Regions from separate parts of the Mus musculus genome. Here region 1 is linked to region 2. A link is a contact called in public HiChIP or PLAC-seq data. All regions are on one chromosome and are shown on one strand. The core of a region is the stretch at or near the end of the contact, and the rest is flanking DNA. Distances in the headings are between cores, read along the strand shown. Region 1 overlaps Atp10a (ATPase, class V, type 10A). Region 2 has its middle 30 kb from the start of Atp10a.

Region 1 (5,172 bases), core at 1,835-4,334, 110 kb after region 2:
TGGAATCCTATGCTCGCCTTCCAAATGTGGGCATATCCCTCACCCATTTGGCTTCATTTTGATGCTATAGTGCTTCCCAGATACCTACAATCTAGGCCTCACTGTGAATCTGCTTTTGGTCTTTCATAGTTCTAGTCTGCTGCTGTCTGTTCTCTCAACGCTCCCTAATCCTGTGATCAAGGCTCACCTCTGCCTGTCTCTCCCTCCCCCCCTACCTCCCCCCCCCCCCCCCGCATCCTTCTAAGGATCTCAGAAGAGACATGCATGGGTGTTTGTAGTCCCAAGCAATGTTTATGGGCATTCTCAGAAGCATGGAGAAGCATGCAAAAGCTCATGGCACTTTGTGCTGATAACAAACAGTACCAATGTTATGAAGAGGGACAGAGGGACTGACTACCAAGTCCGAAGTGAGTGTGCTTTTTATTCTTACCTCTTCCTGTGTAGCATAGAAAAACTCAGAGAGATGAAACTATTACATTTATAAATTCAGAGACCATGCTGGACACAGGGATAATGACAGTTCGAACAATTACAATGACTTTTCATGTACATGGAACAGCAATAGGCCACTAGTTGTAAGAAACATCAGATTCTGATTTCACCTAACAAACAAAACAAAACAAACCTTTTATTCCCTTACTTCTGAGGGCAAATAGCCTAATGTAAATCCTCATGAGAGCAATTCATTGAAGTAGAAGAGTAGACTTTTATTTTCTGTACTAGTTACTTCTCTCCTTTCTCTAATACACACCTGTTAAGAGCAATGGAAGGAAGAAAGAGTGGATTTTGACTAACCATTTGAGAGTATAGTCTGTTATGGTAGCAGAGGCATGAGGCAGCTGGTCATATTGCATCCACAGTCAGGAAGTACAGAGACCAGGTTACTGGTCCTGCTTTCTGAATTTTTCCATTTATTTTGTCTGTCACTACAGTCCACAAATGGTGCCAGCGACACCCAAGGAGGGTCTTCCTACATCAGTTAAACATCTCTAGAAATGCCTCGATTGACACTCCCAGAGGTGTGTCTCCTGGGTGATTCAAAATTCATTTCTATTGACAATGGAGATGAACTATCTCTGTTTTTCTTAGGGTTTCCTCCATGCTTCATACTAGAAATAGATCATCTCTACTTTAGAGAGATAAGTAAATGCACAGTAGAGACCCCTCTCACTATGGAGACACTGGAGAGCCAGGAGAATTATGTACTAAGTGGAAATCATTGTGTGTGTGTGTGTGTGTGTGTGTGTGTGTGTATATATGTACCACAAAGGAGTAATATCAATTTCCTGGCCTAAGTAAAAGTGCTTTTAGCTGGATAGAGCAATTACTTTAAATTTTACATTACTTTTAATAGTCTTAGAAACATGATTTCTATAAATAAAGTAGTTTTAGCCAAGCTTAAACCAATGATCAGAATAATGAATTGGGAGAGCGTGTTTTATTTTTTCCTTTAAGTGAAATTGGTCATTCTAATTCTTAGAGCAGATTCCTTCAGCCCTGGAGTATCTATGATAGACAAATAAAGTTCAGATGACAACAGAAGGCAACATGTGCTGGATTATAAAGGGTTAACAACTTTTCTCTGGAAGCAAACTACAGAAACCACACATTCCCTCATTTCTGTTTACACCTTCACTTTCTAGCTGTGCAAACAGAGACTGAAAGGTGATGTCACAGGGATACAGATGATTGATGGCAGACTGACCAGGCAACATTTCTACCCCATTCTGAGGGTAACAGGATATTCACCTTGCTTGAAAGGACTTGCTTATGCTTTTAACCTTAGGCCTGGCTTTTTTAAGCATACAACATTCTATTCCAATTTTCTTCTGTTCCTTATTTTTATTACTATACTTATCTATTTTTTTAAGAATTTTATACATGAGTACTACTTTTATTTATTTTCCACTCCTGCTTCTCTTCCACCCACTCCTCCTGTGACCTCCTCAAATTCATGACCTCTTCTTCATTATTGTTACATGTATGTGCGTGCATGCGCGCACACACACACACACACACACACACACACACAACAAAAGCAACAAACCACTGAGTCTATTTAGTGTTGTTCCTGTGTACATGTGTTAAGGGATGATTACTTCGGATTGGATGATAACCTATCAGGGAGCTCACCATTGGAGAAAGTTGAAATTCTCTTTCAGCTGTCACTGATTGCTTGCAGCTCTTGTGGGATTTCTCCCATCTTCATCAGTACACCCACTGGTGTTGTCATGATGCATGTCTTATTTAAGCATCCATGTTTTTAAGATGTTATGGGTGCCAACTTCCTTGTCATGTCTAGGTAACACTGTTTTGCTGCCCGTATCTTAGTCTTCTGGTTTACAATATTTCCACCTCCTTTCCAATATGTCTTGAGCCTTATATGTAAAGAGTACATTGTAAATATATCAGGTGCGGCTGGCTGAACATACCACAGTCACTTATTCTGTGCAGTCTGATGAGTTATGCATTCTGTAATGGTCTCCATTTGTTCTCTGTAATGGTCACCATTTGTTGTAAAAAGAAGCTTCTTTGGTGAGGAATTAAAGCTACCCTTATCTGTAGGTTTAACAGTAAGTATTTAGAACAGTTAGAAAGTTAATTGGTTTAGAAAAGAGGCAGAAAGTTAGCCTCTAGGGCAGTGGTTCTCAACCTGTGGGTCTCAACCCCATTGAGGGAGAAGTATAAGGACCCTTTAACAGAAGTCATCATTTAAGACTATCAGAAAACATGTTTCCATTATTCTTCATAACATTAGCAAAATAATAGTTATGAAGTAGCAACAAAAACAATTTTGCTTGGGGGGGGGTCAGTATAACATGAGAAACTATATTAAAGAGATCCAGCATTAAGATGGTTGAAAAGCACTGCTCTAGGGTCTAGGATATCTCCAGCCATCAGTAGTTGATGAATGTCAAGAAACACACACACATATTCTCTCTTGTAATTGCTCTCTGAACTTTCCTTGGGTTGACAGTTTTCAGTTAGTTGAATCTTGGTGTGCCTGGCTAACAGAAGAGCTGGTTGTCATTCCTCTGGAGTGACTATGATTTATGATGTGTGACCACATCCCAGCTCATGCTTCACAGCTGTACACTGTCAAGTCCCTTTGTTTATGTGTCATTTCACCCTCTGGTGAACCACACTTCCTTTCATGACATAATTCTTTCTCAGGAGTGGACATTGTAAACCTATGTGATGGGCATATTTCTTGTTTACTGCTTGGTATATATAGACTATGGAGCTGCCTGGGAGAGAGAAGAGGGGAAAAGAAGAAAGGAGAAAATGGAATAAGAGGAAAAGGGAGCAGAGAGGAAGGGCTGGAGGGCCCTAGCCTTGGTGTAGGAGTTAGAGATGACATGTGTTGGTTTTATGGCTGTGTAATAAAAGTCACACATATAAGCCGCTAAACACCATACAAACATGATCTCATCACACTTTCTATGGCCAGCAGGGATTAGCTGTATTGTCTGCTCCGAGTCTTGCCAGCTGTCCTCATATAGGAGGTTCCAAGGTGTACTGGCTAGTTTTGTGTCAACTTGACACAGCTGGAGTTATCGCAGAGAAAGGAGCTTCAGTTGAGGAAATGCCTCCATGAGATCCAACTGTAAGGCATTTTCTCAATTAGTGATCAAGGGGGAAAGGCCCCTTGTGGGTGGGACCATCTCTGGGCTGGTAGTCTTGGTTCTATAAGAAAGCAGGCTGAGCAAGCCAGGAGAGGCAAGCCAGTAAAGAACATCCCTCCGTGGCTTCTGTATCAGCTCCTGCTCCCTGACCTGTTTGAGTTCCAGTCCTGACTTCCTTTGGTGATGAACAGTAGCATGGAAGTGTAAGCCGAATAAACCCTTTCCTCCCCAACTTGCTTCTTGGTCATGATGTTTGTGCAGGAATAGAAACCCTGACTAAGACACAAGGCTTCTGCATTTAGAAAGTTTTCTTGTCCACCTCTTCCCATTGGGTAGGTCTGGGCTGTAATTAGACAGACCCCACAAAAAATTACAAGGAAATTTAATGCCCATTGTAAGGGACTAAAAGGTGGGACACTGATCAATTAATTCTCTTACCAAAAAAGGATGGAGTGATGGGTGATGGAGTGTCACTTCTATGTGCTGTCTCATAGCTACCCATTTCTGGGTAGGGTGGGGACGGGCACAGGGAATCTTAGTGTGATTAGTGGGCCATACAGTTCCCTAGGCTAAACATAGTAAGTCTATATATCATTACACTGGACATAAATGGAAGCATGTATTGTTGTATGGGGTGTATGATCAACTACATGGGCTTGATTGGTACAGCCCACAGGATGCTCTCTAGTGATTGTGTCTCTCTTTGTGTTTATATTCGAGGATAGAAGCTACATTTAAATCTTACTTTATAATGGCCATTGCTGCACTTTGTGCATCATTGGTTTGGTGGATCTTGAAGTAGTAAAACATAAGAAAATAGAGGTGTAAAATGGAGGAAGAGCCAGGAGTGGTGGTGTGTACCTGCAGTTCCAGCTACTTTAGTTTCTGCGGTAGGGTCATTTGAGTCCAGAAGTTTGAGGCCAGCTTGGGCAACAAAGCCTCTGTATCAAGAGACCGTGACCCAGACTGAGACAGATGAGAGGAGAGAGACAGGGAAGGGAAACACAAGAATCCGAAGGCGGCACCTGTAGCCCTTGAAGTTCGTGGGGATTTCCTCAAATCCAGTGTGGAATTTAAGACAGTTGGATATATTCACAGCCAGCTCCTTACACTGTATACAAAACATCCAAGAAACAGTTAAAAGTGACATTTGTGTTGGATTAGAAGTTTGCTTTTCCCAGTGGTCATATGGATGACATAGTGAGCACATTCTGAAGGCTACAGAGGTTGGTAACTGTAGTTGGTGTCATGGGTTTCTTCTTGATTCAGTGGGGAGAATGGACCTGGCCTCATGTCCATTTTTGCAGACCAGATCCTGAATTGTGGCTTTGCTCAGAGATCACTCCCCCCCCCCCCCCCCCGCAAGAGCTCTAAGACAACCCAATGTCTTGTTAAACAGGTGCAATATAATTCTAGTTTAAAGTTTTTTAAATGATGTTCTTTTTAGTTCTTGTAAATAAACATAACATAAAGATTGCCAGTACAGTTAAGTTACATTTTGAAATAAAGAAAAATGGCATATGACAAAAATCTGCCATTGTGACCA
Region 2 (5,826 bases), core at 69-2,568:
AAAGCCAACAATTTATTGTGCCTGAGCTGGGTGTGGTGGCATAAACCTTTAATCCCAGTATTTAGGAGGTAGAGGTAGATGGATCTCTGATTTCAAGGCTACCTGGTTAATGGAGTGAGTTTCAAGATAGCTAGGGCTACACACACACACACACACACACACACACACACACACACACACCTGAAATGTAGTATATAAGCACTATGGGATATTTAGGTGTAAACAAAAGTGAAATCATGAACTTTGCAGGTAAATGAGTAGAACAAAAAAGATCACATTGAGTGAGGTAACCCAGCCCAGAGAAGCAAACACAGCATGTTCTCTTGTATTCAAGGCTCCCAGATCCAAATCGTCAGATGCAAGCACACAGCCTAAAGTAACTATGTAGTACACTGCCCCTAATTACTACAGAGACCAGGAAAGTAAAATGAGAACATTGCCAGGATAGAAGGGTTAAGGAGCAGTGGAGAGGGTTGATTGGATCTACAGAGATAAAACTGGCTGATACAGAGAGCTGTATAATATGATTATAACGGAAGTTTAAACATAGAAGACTGAACTAAATCTCTTTATCTTCCAGCAAAAGAAAATATCTTAAGTTTGAATGAAAGTAGTCTAAGTTTGACTCAAATTTTGAAAATTAGAACCACTAAAAGAAAAGACTAACAATAGAAAACTGATTTTTGAGTATATATCACCTTACAGGAAAAAAATACACATAATTTTAATCTTAGGAAAAGGTAATTCACCTCACATAAATAGAAAAAACACAAGCCAATGCACTACTGAGACAGCATTTCACATCTGCTAGGATGACAAACATAAAAACTATTGATGAAAAGCCACACTGAGCCAAAGGAACAGATGCTGGCGGCACTGTGACAGAGAACAACTGGACAATACCAAGCAAAATCACACTGTTTACTCACGGTCCTAAAATCATACTTCCAAGAACCTAGCTTACAGATCTACTTGTAAAAATATGAAAATATGTAGGTGGGGTGTTTATTCACTGCAGCAAAAGACCAAAAATAACTCACACGTAAACTTACAGGAAACCGGTGGAGCGTACCATGGGCACCCTGAAACGGTAAGAGCCTAAGGGAATCTGGGAGTGGTTGTTATTCTCCTGACTGTATTTATTTTAAAACTGTTGTAATGAAATCATAAGTACTGCATATAATCTCTCCCCAGGGAGATCACCCTCAGAGAAAGTTATGTTCTTATTCATTGACACAAAGATCTGAAGAGTGGCCTGAGCCTCTCACCAGCGTGGGACAGCCCTCTATTGAGAAAGCTCTGAGGGTTTCTAAGTCTAAAAGTCATTGCGGTAAGACTTCTGCCTGGCCCCTTTACAGAGAAATATTTTGTTACCATCGCAATGCTTTCCCACTTTTCAAATGTCTGACTCTGGCTGCCCTTCAGACTTGAGTTGGCTGCATCCACCAGAACTGCTGCAGTCCCTGGCAGCCTGAAGCAACTGCAGAGAAATGCCTGTGTTCTGATTATCTCTCTTTTCAGAATTGCAAAAGCCCAAGGTCGTTTGTTTGTTTGTTTCTTTGTTTGTTTGTTTGTTTCTCGCTGCTCTGGGCTAATAGCTAGCACCACGTGGGGAAGTTGAGTAATTCCAAGAGCTGTTCAGTTTCTTCATTCATCTCAAACATAGCTCCATCCCCCAGCACTGGAAAGTAATCATAACCTCCCATCCAAAAAATTTTAATGAAAGCATGCATTCACAACTATTCATGTGAGTGGGTATATAAACTGTGGTACATTGATAGAATGAAATATTATTCAGTTCTAAAAAGCAATGAGATATGAGAAGGTATGAGAGAAATGCAAATGTATGTCAGTGAATAAAAAAAAAAGAATTAGGAATGTAGCATTCTTGAAAACATAAATCCGTGGAGACAAGAAAAAAATCAGGAGCTGGGATGTGACTTAGTCATAGGGCATTTGTCCAGCACCATGTGAGATCCTGGACTGAATTCCTAATGTTAGAAAAAGATGAAAAGGTGAGAGAGAAAGAAGGAAGCAGGACAAGGAGGGAGAGAGGGAAAGGAGGGAGAGGAAAGCTCAATGGTTGCTGTGGGTTAATGGGAAGGAAGGGTGAATTGGAGGATCAGAGAAGTGTCAGCAGAGAAAGACAATTAAATATTGTAAGGATAAGTACTTCCCATCATACATTAGTTCAAATCCATGGAGTGCGCACCAAGAGTGAAACCTAAGCACAGAGATTTTAAGTGATAATAAGGCAAAAGCAAGTGATTACCTATGATTACCTATACTCTGATTGAGGTAGGGCAATGCACACAGGGGCAAAGGGTACATAGGGATATTGCACCTTTCTTTCAATTTCACTACAAATATAAAACTACTCTAAAATGTATTTGTTAAAAACAATAGTTTGCACTGATAAATAATATTAGAGAAACTGAAAGGTGTTATTAATATATTGAAGGTTAAGTTACCTAAAAATAGCATGTAGTTGTATCACCAGTTCCTACAAAGACATCCATGGCTCATAGTCCATCAGAATAACAAACACTTCAGATTGTGCTTCCACACACTCCCTGACCACACCCCAGTCCTAGGAATCAAACTCAGAGCCTTTCATTGGCAGCCAACTAATCTACCACTGACCATGTCTCCAGGTCTCATTTTCTACTTCCTAAAGCTTCGTTTCCTTCCTGAGCTCAAGAGAAGCAAAATGCCGCAGCACTTCCCGCATGCTGCAGGAATTTTCTGTCTACTCAAAAATAAAACTGGCACTATCTGACTCTGTCTGTACTTGTATACATTAAAGATATACAAACAGACTCGGGCAACATGATAAGACCTGCTTTCTTTCTACCCAAGGGCAGCACTTGCCACACTCAATTCTGTAGAACTTGGGCAGCAGGCCTCCTTATTGACCACTTTCCTGTCTTTTTCATTGATCCAAATTTCCTAGCGGTTGGCTGCTTCAAGGGATCAAGCCTCAGGTCTTCTTCATACCCTATCCTCTAAACCTCAAACTCTTATACTCCATCTAACTTGGAAAATCTAGAAGAGATCAATGAATTTCTCCAGATGAATGTAACATGAGAAAATTAAACCTAGAGTAACCAAAAATATTAAACATATTCATAACCAGCAACAAGCTTAAAACAGTAGTTAAAAAGTCTCCCAACAATAAAAGCCCAGGACCAGGTGGATCCACTGCAGAATTTTATTAGCATTTCAATGAAGCACTAACACCAGTATTATTCAAAAAATTCCACAAAATGGAAAAAAGAGGAAGACTTTTAAACTCCATTCATGAATTCAGTATTACTCTGGTACTAAAACCAGATAAAGACACAGCAAATAAAGAAAATTACAGACTGCTCTGCCAGATGAACACAGATACAAAAAGTTTCAATAAAATGCAAACCTAGCTCAAGATCACATCAAAGAGACCATTCATCAAGACCAAGAAAAATGCAGGAATGGTTAAGTATATTTAATTTATCACATAAATGGATGCAAAAACATAAATCACACCATTATCTAAATAGATACACAGGAAGACTTTGAGAAAAATTTCACATTCCTTCATGACAAAAGTTGTGGAGACACCAGGGACAGAGGAAACATGCTTCTACATAATAAGGGTTATATAAGACAAACATATAGCTAATATCATGATAGAAGACAAACTCAAAACACTGTCAACAAAATAAAGAACAAGAGGGCTGGAGAGATGGCTCAGAGGTTAGGAGCACTAGCTGCTCTTCCAGAGGTCCTGAGTTCAATTCCCAGCAACATGGTGGCTCGTGATCATCTATAATGAGATCTGGTGCCCTCTTCTGGCCTGCAGGCATACATGCAGGCAGAACACTGTATACATAATAAATAAATACATCTTTTAAAAAAATAAAGAACAAGATGCCCACTCTGTCTACTGATATCCAATAAAGTGCATGAAGTCTTAGCCTGAGCGATGTGACAAGAGAAGCAAATAAAAGGCCTATATACATATAGAAAAGGAAGTTGAAATGGTGTCCCTATTTAAAAAGTGTCCTATTTATAGAGTGTCGCCAGGTTATAAAGTCTATCTAGAAAAGACAATAAGGATTCCAACAGAAAATCCTTAAGGATGATAAATACTTTCAGCAAAATGCAGAGAACAAAACAAACACACAAAAGTCAGTACTGGAATTAAGGAAACAGTCAATCCACAGTAACCAGACAAAGACATGAAATGCCTGTGAAGAGACTTACCCATGAAAATGAAAGATCTCTACAATGAAAACTTTAAGACACTGGAGAAAGACACTGGAGGATTGAAAGACCTCCATAGTCATGGATCAGAAGAATTAATCGAAGAATTCAGTGAAATCCCAATCAAAATCTTAGGGCCATTGTTCACTAGCATAGAAAAGCATCATCCCAAAACATGTATAAAGGTGAAAAAGTCCAAAGATTGACAAAGCTATCCTTAACAAAATGAATACTGTGGGAGATATTATTATACTTGATCTCAAATGGTGCTACAGAAAGACTAATAAAAGTTTTGTGGCACAAAAACTGACACATAAATCAATGGAACATGATAGAGGCCATAAGTCCATCCTGCTACAATCTACCTGATATTTGACTAAGATGTTGAAAATAAACATTACAGGAAATGATTCTAGGAAACCTGGGTTTCATTTTTAGAAAAATGAAACTAGATCTTTATATCTCAACCTGCCCAAAACTCAGCCCTAATTGGATCAAGTATCTCCACAGAAACTTCCTGAAACTTCTAGAGAAAAAGAAGAGATCTTCTTGACAATATGAGCACTTTATATTGAATAAGACCGTGGTAGTGAAGGAAATAAAGCTAACAACTGATAAGTAGGGTTTCATTAAACCAAAATGCTTCTGCACAGCAGAGGAAATCATCAATCATGTGAAGAAGCAACCTAAAGAATGGGAGACAATCGTTGCCAGTTATCCCTCTACCAGAGGAGACTGGTGTTTAGAATGTGCAAAGAACTAAAACCGAGAAAGATTAAGAAAACAAACAACCCAATTTTAAAATGCACTGTGGATATAGTTTGGTTTTTGGTTTTTTTTTTAATCAAGATAAACATGGCTACCAAAAGCAACGTGAAGAGGAAAGGGTTTTGGGGGGCTTACAGGTTAAAATTTATCATCAAGAAAAGGAATTCAAGGCAACAATGTGAAGACAGGAACTGAAGCAGAGACTACATAGCAACAGGATCTCTGTTTTCTCATCTGTTCTTCATGGCTGTCTTTTTTATACAACCCAAGACCAACTGTCCAGAGTAGCACTACTCACAAAGGGATGGGCCCTCCCACTTCAACCATTAATCAAGACCAAGTCCACATAATCTTACCCATAGGCAGTCTGATAGAGGTAACCTCTCTCTTGGGATTCCTTCTTTCCAAATGACTTTTGCTGTGTCAAGGTGACAAAACAACAACAAAACAAACAACACTTAGCTAAAAGAGGAATTGAATAGAACATTCTCAAAGAAATACAAATTGGTAGGAAACATACACACACAAATATTCAACATCTTTAGCCTTCAAGGAAAATGTAAAACAAAAGTACTTTAAGATTGTATCTCATCCACATCAGAATGGCATTAACCAGGATATAAATGACAACAAACTTTGGAGTGGATGTGACAAAAGGTGAACCTTTATACACTGTTGGTGGAAGTGCAAGCCAGTGAAGTCACTTTAGAAATCAATCGGTGGAGTTTGAAAGCAACCAAACAAGCTTAGAAAGAGAACTGCCATATGAACTAGCTATAGCAGTCCTTGGCACACACACAGTGGACTGGGAAC

The links. HiChIP or PLAC-seq counts read pairs in DNA pulled down with a chosen protein or histone mark.
Region 1: a CTCF HiChIP or PLAC-seq map of the NIH/3T3 cell line shows a contact between it and region 2, with 14 read pairs. The contact joins two enhancer-like sites. A contact is called at or near these places in 1 of 15 datasets of contacts at CTCF or cohesin (the NIH/3T3 cell line), 4 of 484 Hi-C or Micro-C datasets (the HL-1 cell line, embryonic fibroblasts, peritoneal macrophages and 1 more) and 5 of 115 datasets of contacts at active chromatin or transcription factors (the 230-238 cell line, CD8 T cells, embryonic stem cells and 2 more).

The regions. Positions count from the first base shown.
Region 1 is chr7:58,733,922-58,739,093 of GRCm38.p6, forward strand. The region is part of intron 1 of Atp10a (ATPase, class V, type 10A); the gene reads left to right. Among named protein-coding and RNA genes, the nearest start is that of Gm39019, 5.5 kb to the left of the region's middle. Within about 2 kb of position 3,085, at least 33 of the 459 cell types and tissues checked have an H3K27ac peak or open chromatin away from gene starts, as enhancers often do.
Region 2 is chr7:58,625,628-58,631,453 of GRCm38.p6, forward strand. No RefSeq gene overlaps it. Among named protein-coding and RNA genes, the nearest start is that of Atp10a, 30 kb to the right of the region's middle. Within about 2 kb of position 1,319, at least 107 of the 459 cell types and tissues checked have an H3K27ac peak or open chromatin away from gene starts, as enhancers often do.